3 separate regions of the Gossypium hirsutum genome follow, and all the other regions are linked to region 1. A link is a contact called in public Hi-C data. All regions are on one chromosome and are shown on one strand. Each heading gives the region's core, a stretch centred on a gene start, on an enhancer-like site or on the middle of the called end of the contact. The rest is flanking DNA. Distances are from core to core; before and after follow the strand shown.

Region 1 (4,241 bases), core at 1,168-3,667:
AAAATCCTTAACTAGCTTTTTTTTCTTAATTCTGATAATACAAGGATATTAGAAAACTTACCAGCTTACAAGATTTCTAATTTCTAATACTTAAACCTCAATCTCTGCTCTCCATGCACGAACGTTCCTTAATCTTCTCTCTTTTATTGCAAACTAGAGAAATGAAGAAGAAGAACAGAAAAATAAAAGAATCCTTCCCGGTGAAGGATATATATAGTCCCTCCAACCCCTTTAACTAAAACCAATTCACAGCCACCTAGAAATACCTTAATCATCATGTCTCTCACTAACATATACTTAGTTCAAAACTAACGGAACTATGGTTGAAATCCAACTTTCCCTCAACCAGCCCGCTACTTGTTCTTATTTGCAAAAAAAACCCGCCAGATTAGAGAACCTTTGAATTTAGTATGCCAAACTCTTTTGCTACATAAGATTTTACAATCTGAGTGTGACATTCATCCAAAGTGTCATAGGATAATTCTAACTCACCTCTCATTTACAAATGATCTTTTAATCTTTGTAAAAGGTTTAGCTGATTCAGTGGTTGGAGTCTGGTGTATTTTGTAAGAATTTTACACTATTTTTGGCCTTCAACTCAATGCTGCTAAGACTGAGATCTTCCTTGTCATGGTGGCTGTAATTGGGTTTACATACATTACCTTGGTGTGCCTTTGGTGCCTAATGTTGATTGCAAACCCTTCATTGAGAAGATAACTTGTAGGATTAATTATTGGTCTGATTAATTATTGGTCTCCCAAACACTTAATTTTGCTGGTAAACTTCAACTGATCAAATATGTTCTCTTCAGCGTGCAAGCTTTATAGAGCAGATAGTACCTTCTACCTAAGTTTGTTCTCTAGAGTACTACCTAGTTGTCCCTAAGATTTTTCTAGAAGGGGTCCAATAGCAGTGCTGTAGGGGTTAGGGTGAGCACCATCTGCTTACTCAAGTCAGAGAGAGGATTAAGCATCAGAAATTTAGAGGAGTGGAACAAAGTTTGCATGTCTTAACTAATTCCAGTCTTGCTTGCTTCTGAGGGTTCCTTACGGATTGCTTGGATCCAAATGTATGCGTCAAAAGGGGATTCTTTTTGGAATGTTTCTTTGAATTCCTCTAGTAGTTGGACATGGAGGAGGCTCCTTAATCTGAGGGATCTTGCTGCTGAATTTATTTTGCGGTTCCCTACTCAAATGAAAGGGGAAAAGGCAGAGGCTTATCTGGTTTCCACTTCATGTGCCTAAACACTCACTTATTGCATAGATGGATATTTTGAACAGGCTACCTATAAGAGATTGGTTAATTGCTTGTGGTTTTAACATTGATAGCAGTTGCCTTTAATGTTCCTCTGCTACTGAAAACAAGAGACTGCATCTTTTTTGAACGTGAGTTCGCCCGAGGGCTTTGGGGATTGATTTTGGTTCTCTACGGCATTACAAGATCTATTGGGACTTGGATTCAAGAGTTGAATTGGGCTATGAATTAATTGAAAGGTAAGTCTCTCATAGTTTGCATTCTCAAACTTGCATGGACTGCATTTATACATATCATTTGGTTTGAGCGGAATGGCAGACTCTTTGGCAAACCTTCTAATCTGGTGGAGGTCTTGCTTGCAAGAATTCAAGAAGTGCTGAGAGTTCGGCTGAATGGTAAACAGATTAATAAGATGTACACCATTAACAAACACCTTTGCTTGAATTGGGGCTTATCTAGTACATGAATGTATAGTTTTGTTGTATAGTTTCTTGTTGAGTGATGTTGTTCATGTAGCAGGTTTTTTTTTTCTTTTTGGTAATGAATTCTTCACTTATCAAAAAAAAAATTAAGTTTGATAGTTTTGTTGAATTCAATTCAACTCTAAATTCAAAAATAATAACATTTTCTTTATTTTCATCATTTGGACTGTTTTGGTTTAAGAAAACAGTGAAAATTTTATTTTACAGATAAATTTTGCGAGTGATATTATATAAATGATTTTACATTTTAAAAACATGCTTGTTGAAACAAGTTTATTTTTTATATATGAATAACGAAATCGTCAGTCTTTGTTTGGAGAACATTTTGTTTAAATTAAAGCTGATATTAGAGAAATGAAATTATTTAGAGCTTCGAGAAGTTTCAGTTGCAGAGATAATGGAGCGAAATTGGAAGATTAGGGGAGAGATGGAGTTAAATGTTTGTAATTGACTAGAAAAAAATTTATATGTAACAATGACATAAAAAAAAATGATAATATGTATTAATTTAATTGATTGAGCCCATATCCTATGTGATGGGAATGGTCCATTAGTTTAAACATATGGATGAGATAGTGTCTAAAAGTTGGACTTTTATACAATGATGTTTCGGAGTTAAGCCCATATAGAGGATATGGTTGTAACTTAGATACATCTCGTCTGGCCGATTGATTTGCCCTGCTGATTGTCTGCTAATGTTATTTGCTTGAGTCTCCCCCTTCTTTTTTTATTTTCGATGGTGGAAACCTGATTCAACTTAAGATTGTTCCTATTTCCTTAGTTTGTATCTTAGGGTTTTTCGACCTCTTGCACTCTCTGTTGTACTACCCATATTATTTATCTTGTGCGAGACATCTTTCTCTGCTTGTGACTTTTCTTCCAATGGAAGTTATAAATTTTAATTAATATATAGCATTGAAAGTCTTAGTAGACACGTGGCAACGCGCTCTGCGTTATTTCCAAGCAAAGTTGTTTAAAAGACGACGAAACAAATCTATATTACCTTTAATCTGTTTGCTTCGATCGATCCCCATATTCCCTCTGACCCCCCCCCCCCAAAATAAAAAAAACCTGAACTCATCAATGGAAAATTCTCATGAATCCCAGAGTTTGCATCTCAAAGACCGCCGCGTGGATGCCCTGGGCAACTTCAACCTCCTCCCCGACGAACTCATTTGTGCCATCTTAGATTACCTCACTCCTCTTGAAATAGCTCGTCTCGCTTGTGTCAGCAGGTTTTTGTTTTTCTTTGCTCTCTTTTTATTCTTAATTTTTCCAATTCCCATATTCTCGCTTTTTAATCTTCTTCTGTCTAATATATTTTCTTATTTTGAGTTTGCATTTTTAGTGTTATGTATATATTCTGCAATGAAGAGCCGCTTTGGATGAGCCTTTGCCTCAAGAAAGTCAACGGTCCACTTCCATACAAAGGCTCCTGGAAAAAGACGACGTTGCATTTGTATTTTCATCTTTGCAGCTGAAACTGAAACTTAAATTTCCTATTTTCTTTTTGCTTCAATTTTGTATTTTAGTATCTAATATCGCTGGCTTTTTATTTATTTATAATAATTTTAATGCAGAGAGAATTTGCCGAATAAATATATAGACTATTGCCGAAAACCATTGCAGTTTGATGGTAAATAGCCTCACGTTTTTGTTTTTATGAAAATAAATCCTTTCTTTATTTAAATGATGGCATTGATTTGAGTAATTGTTAACATATATATATTATATTTTTTTTTTGGGGGGGGGGGAGGGGGCTGCAGGATTTCACTCTTTCTTCTTATACAAAAGATTATATAGGTGCCATACTACATTAGACGGATTTTCTTTCGATGATGGAAATGTTGAAAGACAAAACGATTTATCAAAGGAACAGTTTGATCGCGAATATGATGGGAAAAAACCGGTATGCTACATATATTTTATGTTTGTTTTCAGTAAATTGTGTTGAACTCACTGCTTCTGTCAATGATTGCTATGGTATCCCCTACATATTTGTCCTTTGTTGAGTATTTAAAAGAAATCTGTTGCATTATATCTGTAAATGTTGCACTCTTCCTTAATGCCAGATTTTATGAGTTAAGCAGCTGGATAACAATTTCTGCTTTTTGGATGGGGTTCTTGCTAATTACATTCCAGGTTTTGCTCACTGGATTGGCCGAGTATTGGCCCGCAAGGACTAATTGGACAATTGACAAACTACTGCTCAAATATGGAGATACAGCATTTAAGATCTCTCAAAGAACTGCTGGAAAAATTTCAATGAAATTCAAGGATTATGTATCATACATGAACGAACAGCATGATGAGGATCCTCTTTATATTTTTGATCACAAGGTGAGCTTAGGGTAGTCATAACATTCATACATTTGTGTGCCTATTTATGTGCAAGTATGTGCTTGGCTTTTTTTTCCCTCTCCTTGGGGAGCATGATGGAATAGTGGCCTCTTTAGAAAAACCTCAAAGTATTATGATTGTTTGTCATGTAGTTTGGAGAATCTG
Region 2 (4,241 bases), core at 544-3,043, 450 kb before region 1:
TTCATTTTGAACCTTTGACTAATTGCACTTTAAGTCTTCAAGCCTTTGGTCAATTAAAATTCTATAATAATTGCACTTTATGATTTAGTCTCTGAGCTTTAATTAACTATTAATTCAGCAAAATTACTAGACAAATTTTAATATATTTTTTATTTTATCCTCGTAAATATTAATTTTTAATAATTATTGACTCGATTTACGAAAATAAGGTTCTAAAACCACCTTTTTCGGTACCACTAAAAATCAGACCATTACAGTGACTCTCTCTTTTCAAAATAACCTTGATTTCTAATTAGTTTATCATCAATTAGAAATTGGTTATTAGAGTATCTATATATATTTAACCCATACTTTAATAATAATTGAAGCTCAATAAACCTTAACCATATTAGATCATTTTAAATTTGGGTTACCCTTTTATGATAGTAAATTATAACATATAATTATTATATGTATGTGATATCCATATTATCTAGTGGTAATGTCAGTTCAGCTGTTTTTTTTTTTTGGATTTTTTAAAGTGTCTATCATAAATCGGTTCGGCTTGATTTGATTCTCAGTTTTTTCATATTAATTTTTTGTTTTGGATTTTTAGACTTATTTTGATAAAATAATCTTTTTAAGGCTTTTAATTATTAATTTATAAATTTTCAGAGTCTTTTTCATAAATACTTCTAAAAAATTTTTTTTGAAGAACTTTTAAATTATTTTCACTATTTAAAATATAAAGTATTTATTTTTATATCATAAAAATAAATTTAATTATATATTAAATAAAAATAAAATTCAATTCAGTTTTAGGTAACCGCAATTTTTAAACTTGTATTCTATAAATCGTCCAAATACTTCAGTTCGAGTTGGTTTTTAATAAAATAATCACTTTTATTTAAATTTTAAATATGAATAAATTTGCCATTCAACTCTTAGGTGATTGAAATTTACTATTAAGCTTAGAATTTTATAAAAATTTTCTACCAACTTTTTTTAATTAAATTTTATCACTCAATATTAATTTTGATAATTTGAAAATATAATTTAATAAGAATTTTTTTCAAATTTTTTATTTTTGTAGGTAAATCTAATTTTTTATTTTTATAGCTAAAACTAATTTAACTTTTATTTAATATTAATATTATATTATATTAATTTATATTTTTAAATATTAAATTAAAATATAAAAAATATTAAATTTTGTCTTAAAATTATTTTGAATTAAAATTGAATAAAAAATTAACTTTAATGGCAAATTTCAATCAAATGAAAGTAAAACAACAAAATTCAACATAAAATTAAAGTATTGTGGTAAATTTATCTATAGTGCATAAGGAAAATGAAAAATATCATTGAAAATGGAATATAGTGACAAATTTTCATATTAACCCAAAGGAACCTATAGTCACATGGGAGCTATATATAGCATAGAGTTTTAGATAATGCGGTTAAAATATGTCATAAGTTTCTATGTTTTTCATAAATTTTAAATTTAATCCCTATACTTTTAGTTCTAGGAATTTAGTCATTTTAATTTTTACTTTCAAAATTTAGGTCTAATTATTAAGATTGTTAAGATTACTTTGTTAAATTTAGGTTCACTACAATGTTATTGTTAACAAAATAATTTGACATTGTTAATAATTAGACTAAAATTGTGAAATAAGGAAAATAGAGGGACTAAATTCCTAAAAATAAAAAGATAAGGACTAAATTCTAAAGATGTGAAGAGTAAATGGACCTATAACACATTTTAACCAGATAATTGCCTATATTTAAGTTTTTGCTATTTACTTTCTTTATTATTTTCCATATTTATCGAATGAAAAACAAACTCAGCGTGGGCTTTCGGTAGAAATAAATGTGGCAAGAACTGATTGGTTATACTATTGGCAATATTGTCGTAAAGTCGGCAAATTCCACCTATAAGAAAGGCGTAAATCTCCCAATCTATTCACCGGCAGACTCTTCCGTCTTCAAACACTTCGAATCGTTTTCCAATTACTCTGACAAGGTAACTCATAGTTGTTTTATATTTCAATTTTTCAATCTTAATTAACAATTTTATTGCTTTTATGTATTATTATGGGCTTTTTTCTTTTAAAATCGTATCTTGTTTGTTATCTCATTATCTTGAATTGTTGGTGGATCTTGAATGAGTTTTCAGTCCTTTTTGCTTTAATTTTGATAGATCTTCTCATAATTTGATTGCTTATACGTATAAGGGTTTTTTTTTTAATTTAACTAATCGGATCTTGGTTAATCATGTTGAATATCTTCCTTGAAAATAGTTAAATTATTAGTGGATCTGTTAATGGACCATCTTTGTTTATTGAGATTCAGTTGTAAATATTTGACATTCTTAAATTTGTTGATGTGTGTTCTTGGGATTTTAAATTGGTAGATTTGTTTAGGCTCTTGAAATTTTTGTCTATGCTTTCTATTTGTTTTGAGAATTTTGATTTTCTTGGTTTTCTTTGATTTTAAAAAGGGCATCTCTTGTGATGGTATTCTTGCAGATTTTATTTCCAGGTTTTAAATTTGCTAAAATATAATAATTGATATATAAATGACGGCCTTGGATTCTAACTTATTGTTTATGACTTTGTTTTTCTGCTAATTTTCTGAACTCTTGATAATTGAGATACTAATTTGTTTTTGATCTTTTGATTCAATAGATGCAAATCTTTGTTAAAACCCTCACTGGCAAGACCATCACCCTCGAGGTGGAGAGTTCAGACACCATTGATAATGTGAAGGCTAAGATCCAAGATAAGGAAGGGATCCCACCGGATCAGCAGAGGCTTATCTTTGCTGGCAAACAACTTGAGGATGGCCGCACGCTAGCCGACTACAACATTCAGAAAGAATCCACCCTTCACTTGGTTCTTCGACTTCGTGGCGGCATGCAAATCTTTGTCAAGACTCTCACTGGAAAGACAATTACCTTGGAGGTTGAAAGCTCTGACACAATAGATAATGTAAAGGCAAAGATCCAAGACAAGGAAGGGATCCCACCAGATCAGCAGAGGCTTATCTTTGCTGGAAAGCAGCTTGAAGATGGTCGCACCTTAGCTGATTACAATATCCAAAAAGAGTCCACCCTCCACCTAGTACTTCGTCTTCGAGGTGGCATGCAAATCTTTGTCAAAACTCTCACTGGAAAGACAATTACCTTGGAGGTGGAGAGTTCGGATACCATTGATAATGTGAAAGCCAAGATTCAGGACAAAGAAGGAATCCCACCAGACCAACAAAGATTGATTTTTGCTGGAAAACAACTTGAAGATGGAAGGACTCTTGCCGATTATAATATCCAGAAGGAGTCTACTCTCCATTTGGTTCTCCGCCTTCGTGGTGGTATGCAGATCTTTGTAAAGACTCTTACCGGAAAGACCATCACTTTGGAGGTTGAAAGTTCCGATACCATTGACAATGTGAAGGCAAAGATCCAAGACAAGGAGGGTATCCCCCCAGACCAGCAAAGGCTCATCTTTGCTGGCAAGCAGCTCGAAGATGGTAGGACATTGGCCGACTACAATATCCAAAAGGAGTCTACCCTTCACTTGGTGTTGCGGCTGCGTGGTGGGATGCAGATCTTTGTTAAGACTCTTACTGGAAAGACTATCACTCTAGAGGTTGAAAGTTCAGACACCATTGACAATGTTAAGGCAAAGATTCAAGACAAGGAAGGGATCCCACCAGACCAGCAAAGGCTCATATTTGCTGGCAAGCAACTTGAAGATGGCAGGACATTGGCTGATTATAATATCCAAAAGGAGTCTACTCTGCATCTTGTCCTTCGCCTTCGCGGTGGTTTCTAAGTAAGGATTGTTTGCCGTTGTTGGTGGCCTTTTTTTGGCTTTAAATAATGTGTGTGGAAGCTTATTTGGGATTATTATTAGCTATGTGGTTTTCGAACTTTCATGGGTTACTGCTATTAGATCTTTGTTTTAATATTTTAAGTTTGTCTTTGGACGCTATTATGAATCGTCAACTTCGATGTTCAAATGCCTTCAACTTCTGTTTGGTACGTTGAACCTCTGATATTTGGATGTCATTTTTGGAATTCTTTCATCTTAATCCTCCAAAGCATGTAAAGATCCACTTATACATATATATATAAATAAATATATTGCATTAAAAAATTCAACTCTTTTAAGACCATAGAATTAAGTCATGATGTTTTACTTTGTCACGGGAAATTAATGTCTTATCTAAATCGAATTTGAGAAAGCCATGAAGTATTC
Region 3 (4,241 bases), core at 870-3,369, 320 kb before region 1:
AGACATGAAGGCTTTTGCTATCCGAAGCAGTAGCACCTATAAAAGCACCAGCAACAAGCCCGACACCGGATCCTGGGGTCAAAACAATGTTGCCAGGCATTCCAGTGAGGATGGTCTTCCCATGAACCACAAGGTTCCCATCGTTGATGGAAATTCCTGGCGTGACAGTCATTTTTTATGATGAGCACCTGATAACTGTCAGACAACACAACAAACGACATCAATGACAACTCACGGAACAGATATATATATATATATATAAGAACAAAAAAAAAAGGCAAAAAGTTAAAAGATGTTTACATTAAATTCAGAAACAGAGTTTCGATAAAAACAATTAAGAATTATACTAGATAACAAAAACAAAAATTTAAAGACCACCTATTTGCAGAAGACGAATATAGCAAAATAAAAATGGGTAAGGGGTAGAGTCTAAAATTTTGACCAATGGGTTTAAAATATCTTGGAAAGTTTAGGCTTTTGTAAGGAACATTTCCAGTGCCATGAGATTTTCCAGAAGGAAGAAACCACCCCAATTGCTTCACTGATGTTGTGCTTAACATTTTCTCACCTATCCGCTGAACAATCATGGAATTTTGAACCCACCCAAAACTTATAAAGAACGAAAAAAAATTTCTGAAAAAGAAAAAATTGTGTAAAATATTAAAAAGCATTTTTAATTTATCGAGACAGAAAACCAGCTCTGTTTTTTTTTTTTGTTTATTGGGATAAAATATTATGTCCATGAAGAAAAATCTGGAATGGTCAAGGTATGAATGAAAAAAGAGAGCAACTGTTCAAATTTATTTATTTACCGTGATTTAAGCTACAGTTCGTCGCTAAATTGGGATTGTAAGCTACTTTTTGGTTTTTTTTTTTTTTGAAGGAATATACGAACTATCTTTTATAATCAAGTAACTTTCAGATGGTTTACTTGAAGATCATCAACGGAAAAAAATAAATATGAAAAAGAGAAGGCCGCCGGCGGACCACAATGATCTGTTCAGACTATAAACAAAGCTCCTCTTTTTATTAGAAAAATAAATAAATTCTTAATTTTTCACTTTCAGAAATTTTTTTTTTCTAAGAAAAAAAGAAAAGAAAAGAAAAAGTGTATGCTTAGAGTTAGAGCAAGTTTGGACGGATACACGAGAAAAGCAGGTCCAATAATCTAAAAGACCTTCACGATTAATACAGCAGAAGAAAAAACGTGAAAAAGAAAACACGAACTTCTTTTAGTTAAACAGAGGATTATAAAAAGTTGGCAAAATTTTAAACGACGATGAATTTTCAATTAAACAGATATTTATTAAAAAAAATTATCTGTCACCGTAAGAGCAAAATCATAATTCATAACCATGTAATTCGAGGGATTTATCGTCGTGATCTTAACTCTTACGTAAATAAGATTTTATTGTTATAATTACGTTCTTCGTCAAGCGCAGATCTACTCCATACCATAATCCATAGTCATGGAAAGCAGAAGCTTTATAAATCGATCAAAATCTCAGAATTAACAAACAGGAAATTTAAAAAAAAATCAGATCATAAAAACTCCAAAGCACGTCTCATTTCATGATCATGATCACCACGAAACCAGAAACAAATCGCAGAGAGGAAAAACAGGACTTAAAAAAAATGAAATAAAGTAAAATACAATTTAAATAACAAATCCATAAAACTTTCAAATTTAACAAACAAAAAGTTCCAAAAGATTTTAGATCATAGAAACTCCAAAATCCAAATCCAAATCACGTCCCATTTCATCATCACCAGGGAACCAACAACAAGTCATCCAAAAGGGAAACAAATGTTACTCTAAAAAGAGAATCCACCATAAACCACTATTTAATTTCACAGTTGACGGCTGAGAACCCCAAAATGAACTCACCTATATCCGGCGGGGCTAGCTTAGGTCGTTAAGCAGCCAATAGGACTAAGAAGCTTGAAACACTCTTGACTCCAAAACTTAAAACAAAAGAAAACGAAAGAAACACTCAGCAGAAGCGCACTCCGACAAAGGGAATGCCTCTTCTCTAGAGAGAGGGAGAGAGAGCGAAACCACTAAAAATGGCTTTGTTTTCCTCTTTCAGACAACGGATGCGAGTAATGAGGGTGAAGAAGCTGGGTTTTTATAGCCACAATTTCTGGGGGTTAAATATCGAGCAACTTCTATTACGGGATCATTGGTGTACTGCCACGTGGAATTTTATATTCTATTATTGCTATTCTTTTAGAAACGTTTTGTTTTTGTTCTACAATTTTTTTTAATGAATAAAATAATAATAAACATATTAGATATTTTGGGTTAGGGTTTATTGCTTACTGTTGCTGAGCAATCCGTGACTGAGTGACAGAAGGCATCTCTGAATTGTAAATTTAAACAGCGGTGGAAATGAAAGGGGCTTGTAATTTCTATTAAAACATGAATCTGAATATTTGTGGATCCGTATGTTACTTGTTTTTGTTAATATTTTAATTTATTTCTATTTTTTTTTCAATTTACTAAGCAATTCAATCATTCAAAGGATAATTTATTTATTTAATGCTAGTAATGGTTACCTTGATAATACTAAAAACTAATTAAATACTAAAATAATATCTCAGTGACATTATTTACCAAAATGGGTGAAATTAACAATGCTAAGAGGTGGACTGAAAGGGGTGGCAGCATCGCCCTTTTTTTCTGCTCAATTATAATACATTCATCTTTAGCTCATGATATGTTTTAAAAAATAATTTTTTAATTGTGAAGAGACGTTCTACGGCAACATTAGTATACAGAAAAAACTATTGAACAAAATACGGGTAAAAAGGGGTGAAGGGTACTAAACTGGCGGCACCAAGCTTGGAGGGCATGTGACAGCCGGCACCAGTTGGGGGAGGAAGGTTGTCAAGCGGCACGAAACCCTTATATATTTGAGTTGAACGGTTATAGTAATTTGTATGAAGCGTTGTAAAAATTTTTGTGTTTTGATTTGTTGAATTGTTTTAGTGTTTTTTGTGTTTGGTTGAATGGTTGTAGCAGCTAACAAATAAGAAGAAAGACAAGGAAATTTTTTTTGTAGAAGAGGAGAAAACAAAGAAGAGAAGTCAGAAAGATTTGTAAGGTTTGTACAGTGATTAATTTTTGTTATTATATTTTTTATAGTAGAATCTTGTTTTGTTTTTGAAAAAAATATTGAGAAATTTAATTATGTTTAAATATTTTTACATATTTATATTGAAGATGGATAATCAATTTGCGTTTATTTCGATAGAGTAATTTTAACAACATTTGGTTTTATATTTGAATTTCACCAACAAATAGCTATGAGATTTAATAAAAATGTGTCGATTGATAATATGAAAGAAAGGATCAGTTCAAAAATTATTAAACATTGTGGGAAGAGAATCTCGAAACTATTCTACAAAGTCCCAGTTTCGACAAATCCCATCAAATTCACCGAGATGGAATTTGTAGACTGATGGGATTTATAGACAATGAAGACATAGAGACAATAGTCGCACTTTATTACCAGAATCAGAGTGGCCACACTGAATTGGTTCAGTTGTTTGCTAAGTTAGCTGATGTAGAGCCAAGTGAAGATTTCACTTCATTAAGTGAAGAACATGAAGTTTAAAGATCCGTGTATGGAGGTTCCGAGAACGTCCGTTGATAGGCGAACGACTATATGCATGTTTGACATCAATATTAATTCTCCATATGTGTTTGAGAACCTTAACCCAGGTCTCCGTTTACAAATACATTCGCCAGTAATTGAGACCGATGCAAATGGTGAAGATGGACGTGATAATAATAGTCCTTCTGATTAAGAGGCTGAAGATTATAGTGATCCCGATTTAGACGAGGTCCCGGATGATATCGACGGTGAAGGCATGAATGATGATAGAACTATTTACGCTTCTTCAACCAGGAACCCAAGTTGAGGCATTGTCATGCACAATGATCCTAGGGCCCACATGTCGACCGTAAATCCTAATGTGGCGTATACATTTAAGTTTTCGGAGTACCCCGATATATTACCTGCCTGCCGATTGGCCATAAATCTTGAATGTGAGGAGTTGTTTGTAGGCCAAAAATTTACAACTAAGGAAGACTGTTGATGCGGTCGTTGAGAGCACCAAAAATATCCTATTCCCTGTAAAATAATAAAAATAACAGTAAATGGGAAGTAAGGTCGAATCCTCAGGGACCGGATTGTACGAATGCTCGTTTCTTGAAATCTTAGACAATTTCTTGG

What was found. Hi-C and Micro-C count contacts between places; a contact is called where the count stands out from the background.
Region 2: a Hi-C map of leaf shows a contact between it and region 1, with 3 times the contacts expected there. The contact joins the promoter of LOC107918137 here to the promoter of LOC107962243 in region 1. A contact is called at or near these places in 4 of 34 Hi-C or Micro-C datasets (hypocotyl and leaf).
Region 3: a Hi-C map of leaf shows a contact between it and region 1, with 2.3 times the contacts expected there. The contact joins the promoter of LOC107918136 here to the promoter of LOC107962243 in region 1. A contact is called at or near these places in 15 of 34 Hi-C or Micro-C datasets (anther, callus, fibers and 4 more).

What each region holds. Positions count from the first base shown.
Region 1 is chrA01:40,591,270-40,595,510 of Gossypium_hirsutum_v2.1, reverse strand. It overlaps LOC107962243 (F-box protein At1g78280), which reads left to right and starts at 2,417. Exons shown (of 16, transcript XM_016898561.2): 1 at 2,417-2,971; 2 at 3,085-3,195; 3 at 3,317-3,372; 4 at 3,503-3,645; 5 at 3,879-4,076; 6 at 4,229-4,241. The coding sequence starts at 2,820.
Region 2 is chrA01:41,044,325-41,048,565 of Gossypium_hirsutum_v2.1, reverse strand. It overlaps LOC107918137 (polyubiquitin), which reads left to right and starts at 1,793. Exons shown (of 2, transcript XM_016847668.2): 1 at 1,793-2,005; 2 at 2,670-4,011. The coding sequence starts at 1,853. The coding sequence ends at 3,815.
Region 3 is chrA01:40,909,113-40,913,353 of Gossypium_hirsutum_v2.1, reverse strand. It overlaps LOC107918136 (probable galactinol--sucrose galactosyltransferase 2), which reads right to left and starts at 2,119. Exons shown (of 14, transcript XM_016847667.2): 1 at 1,889-2,119; 2 at 1-195. The coding sequence starts at 172.